2 separate regions of the Mus musculus genome follow, and region 1 is linked to region 2. The links are chromatin contacts, called in public HiChIP or PLAC-seq maps. All regions are on one chromosome and are shown on one strand. Each heading gives the region's core, a stretch centred on a gene start, on an enhancer-like site or on the middle of the called end of the contact. The rest is flanking DNA. Distances are from core to core; before and after follow the strand shown. Region 1 has its middle 15 kb from the start of Pianp. Region 2 overlaps Ptpn6 (protein tyrosine phosphatase, non-receptor type 6).

Region 1 (5,725 bases), core at 1,694-4,193, 250 kb after region 2:
GACATTGTTACTCAATGTCAAAGCTGCTGTGAGTTCTTGCCAGTTCCTCATGTGGGAATTAACCCACGCGGTATTCGACCTCTACAGGTCTGGCAAATGGATGTTACACATGTTTCTTCCTTTGGAAAACTTCAATATCTCCATGTGTCCATTGACACATGTTCTGGCATCATGTTTGCTTCTCCGTTAACTGGAGAAAAAGCCTCACATGTGATTCAACATTGTCTTGAGGCATGGAGTGCTTGGGGGAAACCCAAACTCCTTAAGACTGATAATGGACCAGCTTATACGTCTCAAAAATTCCAACAGTTCTGCCGTCAGATGGACGTAACCCACCTGACTGGACTTCCATACAACCCTCAAGGACAGGGTATTGTTGAGCGTGCGCATCGCACCCTCAAAGCCTATCTTATAAAACAGAAGAGGGGAATTGAAGAGATTTTACCCCGAGCACCAAGAGTGTCTGTGTCTTTGGCACTCTTTACACTCAATTTTTTAAATATTGATGCTCATGGCCATACTGCGGCTGAACGTCATTGTTCAGAGCCAGATAGGCCCAATGAGATGGTTAAATGGAAAAATGTCCTTGATAATAAATGGTATGGCCCGGATCCTATTTTGATAAGATCCAGGGGAGCTATCTGTGTTTTCCCACAGAATGAAGACAACCCATTTTGGATACCAGAAAGACTCACCCGAAAAATCCAGACTGACCAAGGGAATACTAATGTCCCTCGTCTTGGTGATGTCCAGGGCGTCAATAATAAAGAGAGAGCAGCGTTGGGGGATAATGTCGACATTTCCACTCCCAATGACGGTGATGTATAATGCTCAAGTATTCTCCTGCTTTTTTACCACTAACTGGGAACTGGGTTTAGCCTTGATTCAGACAGCCTTGGCTCTGTCTGGACAGGTCCAGACGACTGACACCATTAACACTTTGTCAGCCTCAGTGACTACAGTCATAGATGAACAGGCCTCAGCTAATGTCAAGATACAGAGAGGTCTCATGCTGGTTAATCAACTCATAGATCTTGTCCAGATACAACTAGATGTATTATGACAAATAACTCAGCAGGGTTGTGAACAAAAGTTTCCGGGATTGTGTGTTATTTCCATTCAGTATGTTAAATTTACTAGGGCAGCTAAATTGTCAAAAAGTCTTTTTCAGTATATGTTACAGAATTGGATGGCTGAATTTGAACAGATCCTTCGGGAATTGAGACTTCAGGTCAACTCCACGCGCTTGGACCTGTCGCTGACCAAAGGATTACCCAATTGGATCTCCTCAGCATTTTCCTTCTTTAAAAAATTGGGTGGGATTAATATTATTTGGAGATACACTTTGCTGTGGATTAGTGTTGCTTCTTTGATTGGTCTGTAAGCTTAAGGCCCAAACTAGGAGAGACAAGGTGGTTATTGCCCAGGCGCTTGCAGGACTAGAACATGGAGCTCCCCCTGATATATGGTTATCTATGCTTAGGCAATAGGTCGCTGGCCACTCAGCTCTTACATCTCACGAGGCTAGACTCATTGCACGGGATAGAGTGAGTGTGCTTCAGCAGCCCGAGAGAGTTGCACGGCTAAGCACTGCAATGGAAAGGCTCTGCGGCATATATGAGCCTATTCTAGGGAGACATGTCATCTTTCATGAAGGTTCAGTGTCCTAGTTCCCTTCCCCCAGGCAAAACGACACGGGAGCAGGTCAGGGTTGCTCTGGGTAAAAGCCTGTGAGCCTAAGAGCTAATCCTGTACATGGCTCCTTTACCTACACACTGGGGATTTGACCTCTATCTCCACTCTCATTAATATGGGTGGCCTATTTGCTCTTATTAAAAGGAAAGGGGGAGATGTTGGGAGCCGCGCCCACATTCGCCGTTACAAGATGGCGCTGACAGCTGTGTTCTAAGTGGTAAACAAATAATCTGCGCATATGCCGAGGGTGGTTCTCCACTCCATGTGCTCTGCCTTCCCCGTGACGTCAACTCGGCCGATGGGCTGCAGCCAATCAGGGAGTGACACGTCCTAGGCGAAATATAACTCTCCTAAAAAAGGGACGGGGTTTCGTTTTCTCTCTCTCTTGCTTCTTGCACTCTGGCTCCTGAAGATGTAAGCAATAAAGCTTTGCCGCAGAAGATTCTGGTTTGTTGCGTCTTTCCTGGCCGGTCGTGAGAACGCGTCTAATAACAGAAAATGCAAAAAAAAAGAAAATGTATAGAAAGGGGCTGGAGAGATGGCTCGGTGGTGGTTAAGAGCACTGACTGCTCTTCCAAAGGTCCTGAGTTCAAATCCCAGCAACCATATGGTGGCTCACAACCATCCGTAATGAGATCTGATGCCCTCTTGTGGTGTGTCTGAAGACAGCTACAGTGTACTTAGATACAATAATAAATCTTTTAAAAAATGTATAGAAAAATTATTAGACAGATTCTGTCAGGGTTGTTGGCTCTAAACTCTTAATTGCAAAGTAACTGTATTTCTATGTATTGGCAAAACCAACCAAACAAAACCATTGGAAATGCAATCTGGAAAAAAAATATCACAACAAAATCAAAATAGGACTCAGTGGTAAATAAAGCAGAAGATGTACCCTATCCATATGCAAAAACATACTTCTCCGAAAGACACCTAAGGAGACCCTAAAAAGCGGCTGGAGAGAGACATGGCTCAGCAGGTAAGAGTGCTTCCTGCCCTTGCAGAGTTTGGTTTCCAGCATCCACATAGAGTGGCTCACAGCTACCTGTAACTATGGCTCCAGGGGCTTTAATGCCCCTTTCTAGACTCCACAGCCACTCCTAAATGTGTGGGCACACCGGAGCATAAATGTAAATAAATAAATGGTAACAAAACTAAGAAGGCCTGAATAAAAGGGGAGGTAGTCCAAGTCCATATGAGGAAATTTCAGTACTAAAAGGAAGTTGTTAGGGACTGGGAACATGGCTCAGTTAGGAGAGTGCTGACTTAGCATGCATGCGGCCCTGGGTTTATCCCCAGCATCGAACAGAACCGAGCACATTACCCAATGCTGTAATCCCAGCTCTCAGTGATCCCAGCAGGAAGATCAGAGGCTTGAGGTCATCCTCAGCCGCAGAGTGAACTCTTGAGTATTTGAGACCCTGTGTCAAGAAGCAAGCAAAAAGAGACTGGGCAAATGGCTCAGCTAGGTTAGCAAAGTGTTTGCCATGCAAGTGTGAGGGCCTGAGCTGGGTTGTTCCTCACCCAGGTGAAGTAGCCTAGTAAGGAGATGCACACCCTGTGATGCCTTGCTGGAGAGGCAAAGACAGTAATGCCTGGGACTCGCTGGCCAGCTACTGATCCCAATCAGTGAGCTCCAGGTTCAGTGAGAGACCTCATCTTCACAAACTAAGATGGCAGCTTAGTGGTGGTGGTGAACACCTTTGATCCCAGCGCTTGGGAGGGAGGCAGAGGCAGGTGGAGTTTGAGGCCAGCCTGGTCTACAGAGTTAGTTCCAGAACAGTCAAGGCTACACAAGAAACCATGCCTCAAAGAACCAACACACACACACACACACACACACACACACACACACACACCTAAAATGGCTGGGTATGGTGGTGGATGGTGGTAGACATGTTTAATCCTAGGACCTGGGAGGCAGAGACTAGATGGTCTCTGAGTTCAAGGCTAGCTTGGTCTACCTCGTGAGAACTCCGGTTTCATGAAATAACGTGGGTGGATCCTGAAAATGTTATATTAAGTGAAAACAAACCAGCTGGAAGACCACGTGAGCTGTCTTATTTATGGACCTCACGTACCAATAAGTAAAAACAGACAGCATATTTACACTTTTATCCTTTTGCAGAAAGGTGTGAGCTGAGTATGGTAGTGCCTGCTTATCTTCCTGGTACTTGGGAGGTGGAGGAAAGAGGACCAGATGTTGAAGTAGCAAGTTAGAGACCAGCCTGGGCTACATAAGATCCCATCTCAACTAGAAAACAAGACCTATTTATACCTAACATATATAATCGCATCTTGTATATTGACATTATGTGTGTGTTGAAACAGGGTCTCTCTATGTAACCCTGGGTGGCGTTGAACTCAAAGAGATCTTTCTGCCTCTACTTTCTGAGTACTGGGGTGAAATGCATGGGCCAACAGCTGTGTAGTGACTTTTATACATATGTAATTTCAAGTATATATGGTGAGCAGGGCATGGTGGAGCATGCCTTGGAAAGCAGAGGCAGGCAGATCTCTGTGAATTGGAGACCAGCCTGGTCTACTGGACTCTAGAGGACAACACAGCACTCACTTTTGCACATACACACATACCCCTTCCTACACACGTATATACATAATTAAAAATACACACACATACATCTTAGACTGGTAAATATCATAGGTCCAGATGGTGGGATGGCAGTTGGATTGGGAATGGAGTCATGGTTTAATGGGCTCAGGGTTTCAGTTTTACCAAATGAAGTTAAGCTGTATATTTATAATGCCAACACTCAAGAAATTGAGTCAGAAGATTAAGACTTCAAGGCTGGGGCTGAAGAGTTGGCTGGGCAGTTAAGAGAGAGTACTTGCTGCTATGGCAGGGGGGTCTAGGTTTGGTTCCCAATAACCAACATAGTGGCTCCCCACCTTCTATAACCCCCATCCCAGAGGTTTTGGTACCCGCTGCCTTCTGCAGGTATCAGACATGCATGATGCTTATATAGACATGCAGGCAAAACTCATTAAATGCATATTTTTAAAAAAGAATTTAAGGCCAAATTGGGTATTTATTATTTATTTGAGCTGTATGAGTGTTTTGTCTGCATGTATGTCTGTGTACCATGTGTGTGCCTGGTGCCTAAGTAGGACAGAAGTGTTATGCCCTGGGACTGGAGTTATGTAAGCTGCCATGTGTATGTTGGGAAGTCGACTTTAGTCCTCTGAAAGAGTAAGGAGTAATCCTTGTTTTAGTTTTCTGAAACAGGGTTTCTTTGTATAGCCTTGACTGTCCTGAAACTCACTCTGTAGACCAGGCTGACCTCAAACTCAGAGCTCTGACTGGTTCTGCCTCCCAAGTGCTGGGCTACCCCCAAAGTAACTAGTAATCTTTATCACTGACCTAATTTTCTAGCTTTTATTTATTTATTTATTTTTGTTTTTTGTTTTTGTTTTTGTTTTTGTTTTTTTGAGACAGGGTTTCTCTGTGTAGCCCTGGCTGTCCTGGAACTCACTCTGTAGACCAGGCTGGTCTCGAATTCAGAAATCAGCCTGCCTCTGTCTCCCAAGTGCTGGGATTAAAGGCGTGTGACATCACTGCTTGGCCATTTTCTAGCTTCTTTATATTTCATTTTAATTATTTTTTGAGACAGGGTCTTACCATGTAGCTGAGGGTGGCCTTGAACTCTTGGCAATCTTGCCTCAGACTCCTGAGTGCTCAGATTCCAGGTGAGTTGAACCACACTTGGCTCCAGCAGTTCTGTATACTGAGGCCCTGTACTAAAAACAAACGAGCAAGAGAAGAGTTATGGAGATGGCAGAGAGGGATGGCATTCCATCAGGAATGCATTTCTCACTGATCATTTTGGGATCTCACGTATCCAAGAATGGCCTTGAAAATTTTTTTCTCTGTGTGTACGTACTTGTTTGCATGCATATATGGGTATACGACATGTTTATGTTCGTATGTGCACATGGAGTCCAGAGGTCAATGTTGGTGACTTCCTCAATTGCTCTCTATCTTGTTTTTTGAGACAGAGTTTCTCATGGA
Region 2 (5,693 bases), core at 3,123-5,622:
CGGGCCAGTATGGGACACATTTGTTCTGAAAAGAGAATGAGAAACAGTAAGGCACAGAGGCGGGGCTCTGGGGCTCCTTCTGGGCCCCTAGACATAGACCTGAATACTGTTTTTGAATGTTTATATACATGGGGGGGAGGTGTGCATGTGTGTATAGATACATACATAGAATGGTGTGCTTGTGTGTATAGATACATTCATGAGGGATGGTGTGCATGTGTGTACAAATACATTCATGAAGGATGGTGTGCATGTGTGTATAGATACATTCATGAGGGGATGGTGTACATGTGTGTGCAGATACATACATGGAAGGGTGGTATGCATGTGTATATACATACATACATACATACATACATACATGAAGGGATGGTGTGCATGTGTGTGCAGATACATTCATGAGGGATGGTGTGCATGTATGTATAAATACATACATGGAAGGGTGGTATGCATTTGTATATAGATACATACATGGACGATGGTGTGCATGTGTGTATAGATACATACATGGAGGATGGTGGGCATGTGTGTATAGATACATACATGGAGGATGGTGAGCATGTGTGTATAGATACATACATGGAGGACGGTGGGCATGTGTGTATAGATACATTCATGAGAGGATGTTATGCATGTGTGTATCGATACATACATGGGATGGTGTGCATGTGTGTACAGACACATACATACATGGGGGGACAGTGTGCACATGAAGGCATAAGGACAATGTTGGGCGTCATCCTCCATCACTCTTCCACCGTATTGAGGTACTGTCTCATCAAACCCAGAGCTCACCAATACAGCAAATCTTGCAGGCCAGCTTGCTCTGGGAGTCCCCTGTACCCTCCTTCCAAAGCTGGAATTGCCGGTGTACACACTCCGACACCCAGAACGCACAGGGTTTCTGAGGATCCAAACTCCCAACCTCACACTTTCATGGCAAATTCTTAACCACTGAGCCTTCTCCCCATCCCTGACCTGAGGACGCTTGTTAAAAGAACGGATGAGCGGCTCAGATCAGCCCTGGGACCTGGCCTCAGGCTAGGTAGGATCTGATCAGCCATCTTACCGTGTAATCCATTCAGTGACCGCTGAAACTGACTAACACGCTGTGGCTCAAACTCAGGTAAGAGGCAGAGAGGACGGGGGCATGGGAGGGTGGGTGAGGAATGCTTGCCCTGGCACACACTAAAGAGTGGAGTTGAGGATGAAAACCAGGGTTCACCCTGGCCAAGTGCTCTGCCGTTGGGCTATGTCATCACAGCTGAGCACTCAGGAGGGCTGGGTGTCTAGGAGTCATGGAATAGAGTGGAGACTATCTCAGGCCTTAGTTTCCCAACATGCACTGGGCCTTTGTCATTGATGTCCTATTCTATATTGGCATCTGATCTTGCCCTTAAAAGAATTACATTTGGGCTGGTGAGATGGCTCAGTGGGTAAGAGCACCCGACTGCTCTTCCGAAGGTCCGGAGTTCAAATCCCAGCAACCACATGGTGGCTCACAACCATCCGTAACGAGATCTGACGCCCTCTTCTGGAGTGTCTGAAGACAGCTACAGTGTACTTACATATAATAAATAAATTTAAAAAAAAAAAAAAAAAAAAAGAATTACATTTAATTGTGTATGTGTGTGTGTGTGTGTGTATATATGTGTATATGTGTATATCTGTGTATGTATATGTATGTGTGTGTATGTGTATGTATGTGTGTTGTGTGTATGTGTGTGTATTATGTGTATGTATGTGTGTGTATAGTGTGTGTATGTATGTGTATATGGCGTATAGACCCATAAACTTAGATTTACTTCTGTGTATGGATACACGTGTGTTATGGCATGCATGTAACAGTCAGATCAGAGGCTACATTGCAGAAGTCAGTTCCCCCTTCTACCATGTGGGTCCCAAGGATTGCACTCATGATATCAGGCTTGGCAGCAAACTCGTTTAACCCTCTGAGCCGTCTCACGAGCCCCTGATCTTACTTGTGTATGGTATTGAACAAGGACCAAGGAAGAAAATGTAGGGGTCAGGAAGTTGGGGCTTTGCCCTACCCGGCCTTTCTCCACCTCTCTGGTAGTCATGACGATGACACGAGTGTTCTCCTGCCAAGCCATCTGCCAGAAGTCATTGACTGTGGCATCCAGACAGCCCTGGCTGGCGATGTAGGTCTTAGAGTTCTCATCTGGACCTAGCAGCTGGTTCTGGGTGCAAGCAGAAAGAGACCCAACCAAGGACAGTGAATCCCTGGGCTTTGGGTGTGCCTGTACCACCCACCATCACCCCCACATAAGAGATCAGATCTAACCCCAGAGGCATATGTAACCAAGACACAGGGAGCTCTCAGAGATCAGCACCTGTTCCCACCTAGGTCACCCAACACACCTTCACGTAGTTGGCATTGATGTAGTCAGAGCCTGGGATGTTACTGTCACGTCCCTGCAGGATCACTCGGCTGTGGTCAACTGGCATGAATAGAGAACGAACAGCTTGGGCCACTCCCTGGGGCAGACCTTTCCCAAGCCGACAGATGTTCTTGTCCCCAGAGCTACAGACTCATAGATAGGGCAGCGGGCAGGGATAAATGTGTCTAGGATGGGAGCAGAGGCTTCATGGCCAAGGCGTGGCAGGGTGGGAATTACTGCCTGGTAGTTGTAGGGAGGCTCTTAGGAACTAAAGAAGAGGCCTCCTGGGGGAGGAGAGCTCTGCTGGCCAGTGGGGACGGGGTGGGGTGGGAGTCTATGGGAGGCAGTGAGGGCGGGCAGGGCTGCTGGCGCTCACAGGGAAGAATGTTCTTGTAGCGGTTCTTGCTCTTGTTCTCTGGCCGCTGCCCTTCCAGACGTTGGTGTAGATTCTTTACCTCCTGCTTTTGTAGACTCTGAAATGTCAGAGAACTGAGTCCCCCGCCCAAGGTTGCATCCACGGTCGCAGAGGCCATAGGTCAGAGGCATATAAAGAAGGCAAGGTGACCTCATCCATCCCAGCCCTGCTGTCCCCACCACACACCTCAAACTCCTCCCAGAAGCCAGCCTTGGCTGTGTCCTCCGACTCCTGCTTCTTGTTCAGTTCCAAGACCCGATTCTCAATGTCAGCTGCGTTTACCCGAGTAGCGTAGTAAGGCTGAGGTGAGGGAGGACGAGAAGTCAGCGGCCGAGAGACCTCAGAAAGCCACATCTCCGATGGCTCAGGGGAAGAGGCAAGCATGTCGGCCCCTCACCTGCCGCAGGTAGACAAAGGCACCCGAGGCCTCCTCAATCCCTGTCTTCTTGAAGTGCTCCACCAGGTCTGTGAGGCTGTCAAACGTCTCTGAGCCACCCACAGTATAGCGTCCACCCTGAAGGGACACCAAGTAAGGCCACCCTTCAGGGCTGAGTCCCCCCTCGTGGCACCCCCAGCCTTAAGTCCACTGAAGCTCCAGCGTGAGGCCACCCCACAGCCTGGCTGACTCACCTCACACATAACCTTGATATGAGTGACCCTGAGCGGGGAACCTGGGCCAGCCTTGGGCTGGTCATTGAGCACAGAGAGCACAAAATCACCAGGTTGGCTGAGACTCTCACGCACAAGAAATGTCCAGGGCTCGCCCTTGGCCTGCAGCAGTGACTCCGCCTGCCCTCCAGATATGTGGCCGTGGTACCACCTAGAGAAAGTACATGGCGAAGATGGTAACCAGGTCCCAGAGTGGGCACAGAGGCCTGCTACCTGCCAGGCTTGAGCTACAAGCTTTCAAATCCACCACTACATTCAGATCTGTTACTAACTCAGAAAATGTTGTGAGGAAAAAGATAGACTTTGTGCTATTACCCCAGCTTGGAGCTAGAATTCCAACTCCTTAGGAGACATGAGGATGGTCGTAAATTTAAGACCAGCGGGATCTACACAAACATACCTTTAAGGCTCACCTTCTAGAAACACACAAATGAATAAATAAATAGCAGACAATGACAGCTACTCTTATAATCCCAGCATTCAGTCGGCTGTGCAGAAGAACTGTCTCAATGAGGCTAGCCTGCTCTATGTGTTAAGTTTCAGGCCAGCCTGAGCTACACAGTGGGACCCTATCTCAAAAACAAAACAAACAGCCAGGCCTGGTGATATATACCTGTAATTACAGCCCTGGGTTGGCAGAAGCAAGAGGGATCACTGTAAGTTTGAGGCTAGCCTGGTCTACAGGGTGAATTCCAAGCCAGCCTGAGCTAGAGGCTGTCTTAAAAAAAAGCGAAGTTTCTGTCTCCAAAAGAGAAAGGAAGGGATAGAGGGAGGGAGGGAGGGAGGGAGTGGGGGGGGGAGGAAAAAAGGAAGGGCTCTAGCCAAAGCCTCTCTTGACTGTTCACAAGAAACAGAAAGACGGTATCCAGAATATTTGGAGGGACAAAATGAAGTGTCCCCATGAAACAGACTGAGTTAAAAGGAGGGACAGAAAAACGTAGATTGACCCAAACCACAGAAGGCAGTGGGTGTCAAGAGGAGACACAAGTCCAGAAGGACTGATGGAAAACGCATTTGTGGGAGGGGGAGGCACAAATATCCCACTGAGGAGAGAGTAGTTTCAGGGTTCCAGAGGTTCAAAGGGGCTCCAAGGAGCTCCGAGGGGCTGCAGGGCAGAAAGCAGAACTAAGGACCGGTCCGTGAAGGTCCTCTTCCCAGGAGGAAACTGTAGCCCCACAATGCCTAGCCTCACAGGAAACCACGTGATGGAAAAAACACAAAACTCCTTCTGGGGAGAGAGTGAGAAGTGAGGTTGTGAGGTTTCTTCAGCTCGGGGGGTGGGGGGGAGAGCATTTTCCAACCGCAAGGATTGGGGGGGGGGTGGAGTGGGGCTCAGTCCTCTTGGTCCTTCTCAACTCTGTCCAGAGGACACCATAGCTCAAGGCCTTCAGAGGTTCCTACCCCAACCCAGGCCTCCTGGGCCATCCTAGCCCACCTCAGGAACAGGCCAGAGACCCCAAGCAATGTGAGGGGGCTCAGCTCCTTCCCTCAGGGACAGGATGAGGAAGTCTCCATGCAAATGTGAACAGACCACAGGCAGAGAGTTCACTATTGAGGGGACAAATGCAAATTTCCCAGAAGAGGAGGGGCAAAGAGAGGAGCCATTGGGTCATGGCTTCCACACACACTAAGGTTAGGGATGAGACAGCTTCTTCCCAAATGGCCATCCAAAGTGTCCCTTGGAGTCCTCCGCAGCCCTGTCAGAGGGTATCATCCACAGGGTGTCCTGTGCTTCCCCACTGCCCTGGCCTGTTCTCCTAACACCTGTTTAGCTCCCACCTCCTTCCTGATCACAGGGAACACTGCAGCCACCATTCAGCTGTACCTCCATGGTCTACTCTAGCAGGGCGCATCCTGGCTTGAGTCAGCAACAAAGAGAAAACAAGGGGCTCAAAGCGAATCTGAGAGAGAGGCCAAACCATCCTGAGGGCTGCAGGTAGGATAGGAGAGGAGAGACAACCTGGGGCAGGCCCTCCCTTCCCACTCACCAGCAGAAGAGGAAAGCCTTCTAGGGAGTGTCCTCCAGCTTCTTTGTTTGTTTGTTTGTGGTTTTCTTTGTGTTTTGAGGGTTTTTTTTGGTTGGTTGTTTGTTTGTTTGTTTGGGTTGGAGTTTTTTTGTTGTTTTGTTTGGGGGTTTTGGTTTTTCAAGACAAGGTTTCTCTGTGGAGCCCTGGCTGTACTGGAACTTACTTGATAGACCAGGCTGG

Evidence for each region. HiChIP or PLAC-seq counts read pairs in DNA pulled down with a chosen protein or histone mark.
Region 1: an H3K4me3 HiChIP or PLAC-seq map of bone marrow-derived macrophages shows a contact between it and region 2, with 4 times the contacts expected there. The contact joins two enhancer-like sites. A contact is called at or near these places in 6 of 39 promoter capture datasets (cranial neural crest, embryonic stem cells, hippocampal neurons and 2 more), 1 of 484 Hi-C or Micro-C datasets (cerebellum), 4 of 115 datasets of contacts at active chromatin or transcription factors (bone marrow-derived macrophages, embryonic stem cells and pancreatic cancer cells) and 3 of 9 other capture datasets (adipose tissue, liver and pancreatic islet).

What each region holds. Positions count from the first base shown.
Region 1 is chr6:124,978,983-124,984,707 of GRCm38.p6, forward strand. It overlaps a transcript of Cops7a not described here. Among named protein-coding and RNA genes, the nearest start is that of Pianp, 15 kb to the right of the region's middle. Within about 2 kb of position 2,944, at least 1 of the 459 cell types and tissues checked has an H3K27ac peak or open chromatin away from gene starts, as enhancers often do. A contact at or near this core is called in bone marrow-derived macrophages, where this site is marked.
Region 2 is chr6:124,725,334-124,731,026 of GRCm38.p6, forward strand. It overlaps Ptpn6 (protein tyrosine phosphatase, non-receptor type 6), which reads right to left. Exons shown (of 16, transcript NM_013545.3): 4 at 3,448-3,637; 5 at 3,215-3,331; 6 at 3,004-3,117; 7 at 2,779-2,875; 8 at 2,383-2,462; 9 at 2,052-2,201; 10 at 1-25. Among named protein-coding and RNA genes, the nearest start is that of Ptpn6, 5.0 kb to the right of the region's middle. Within about 2 kb of position 4,373, at least 28 of the 459 cell types and tissues checked have an H3K27ac peak or open chromatin away from gene starts, as enhancers often do. A contact at or near this core is called in bone marrow-derived macrophages, where this site is marked.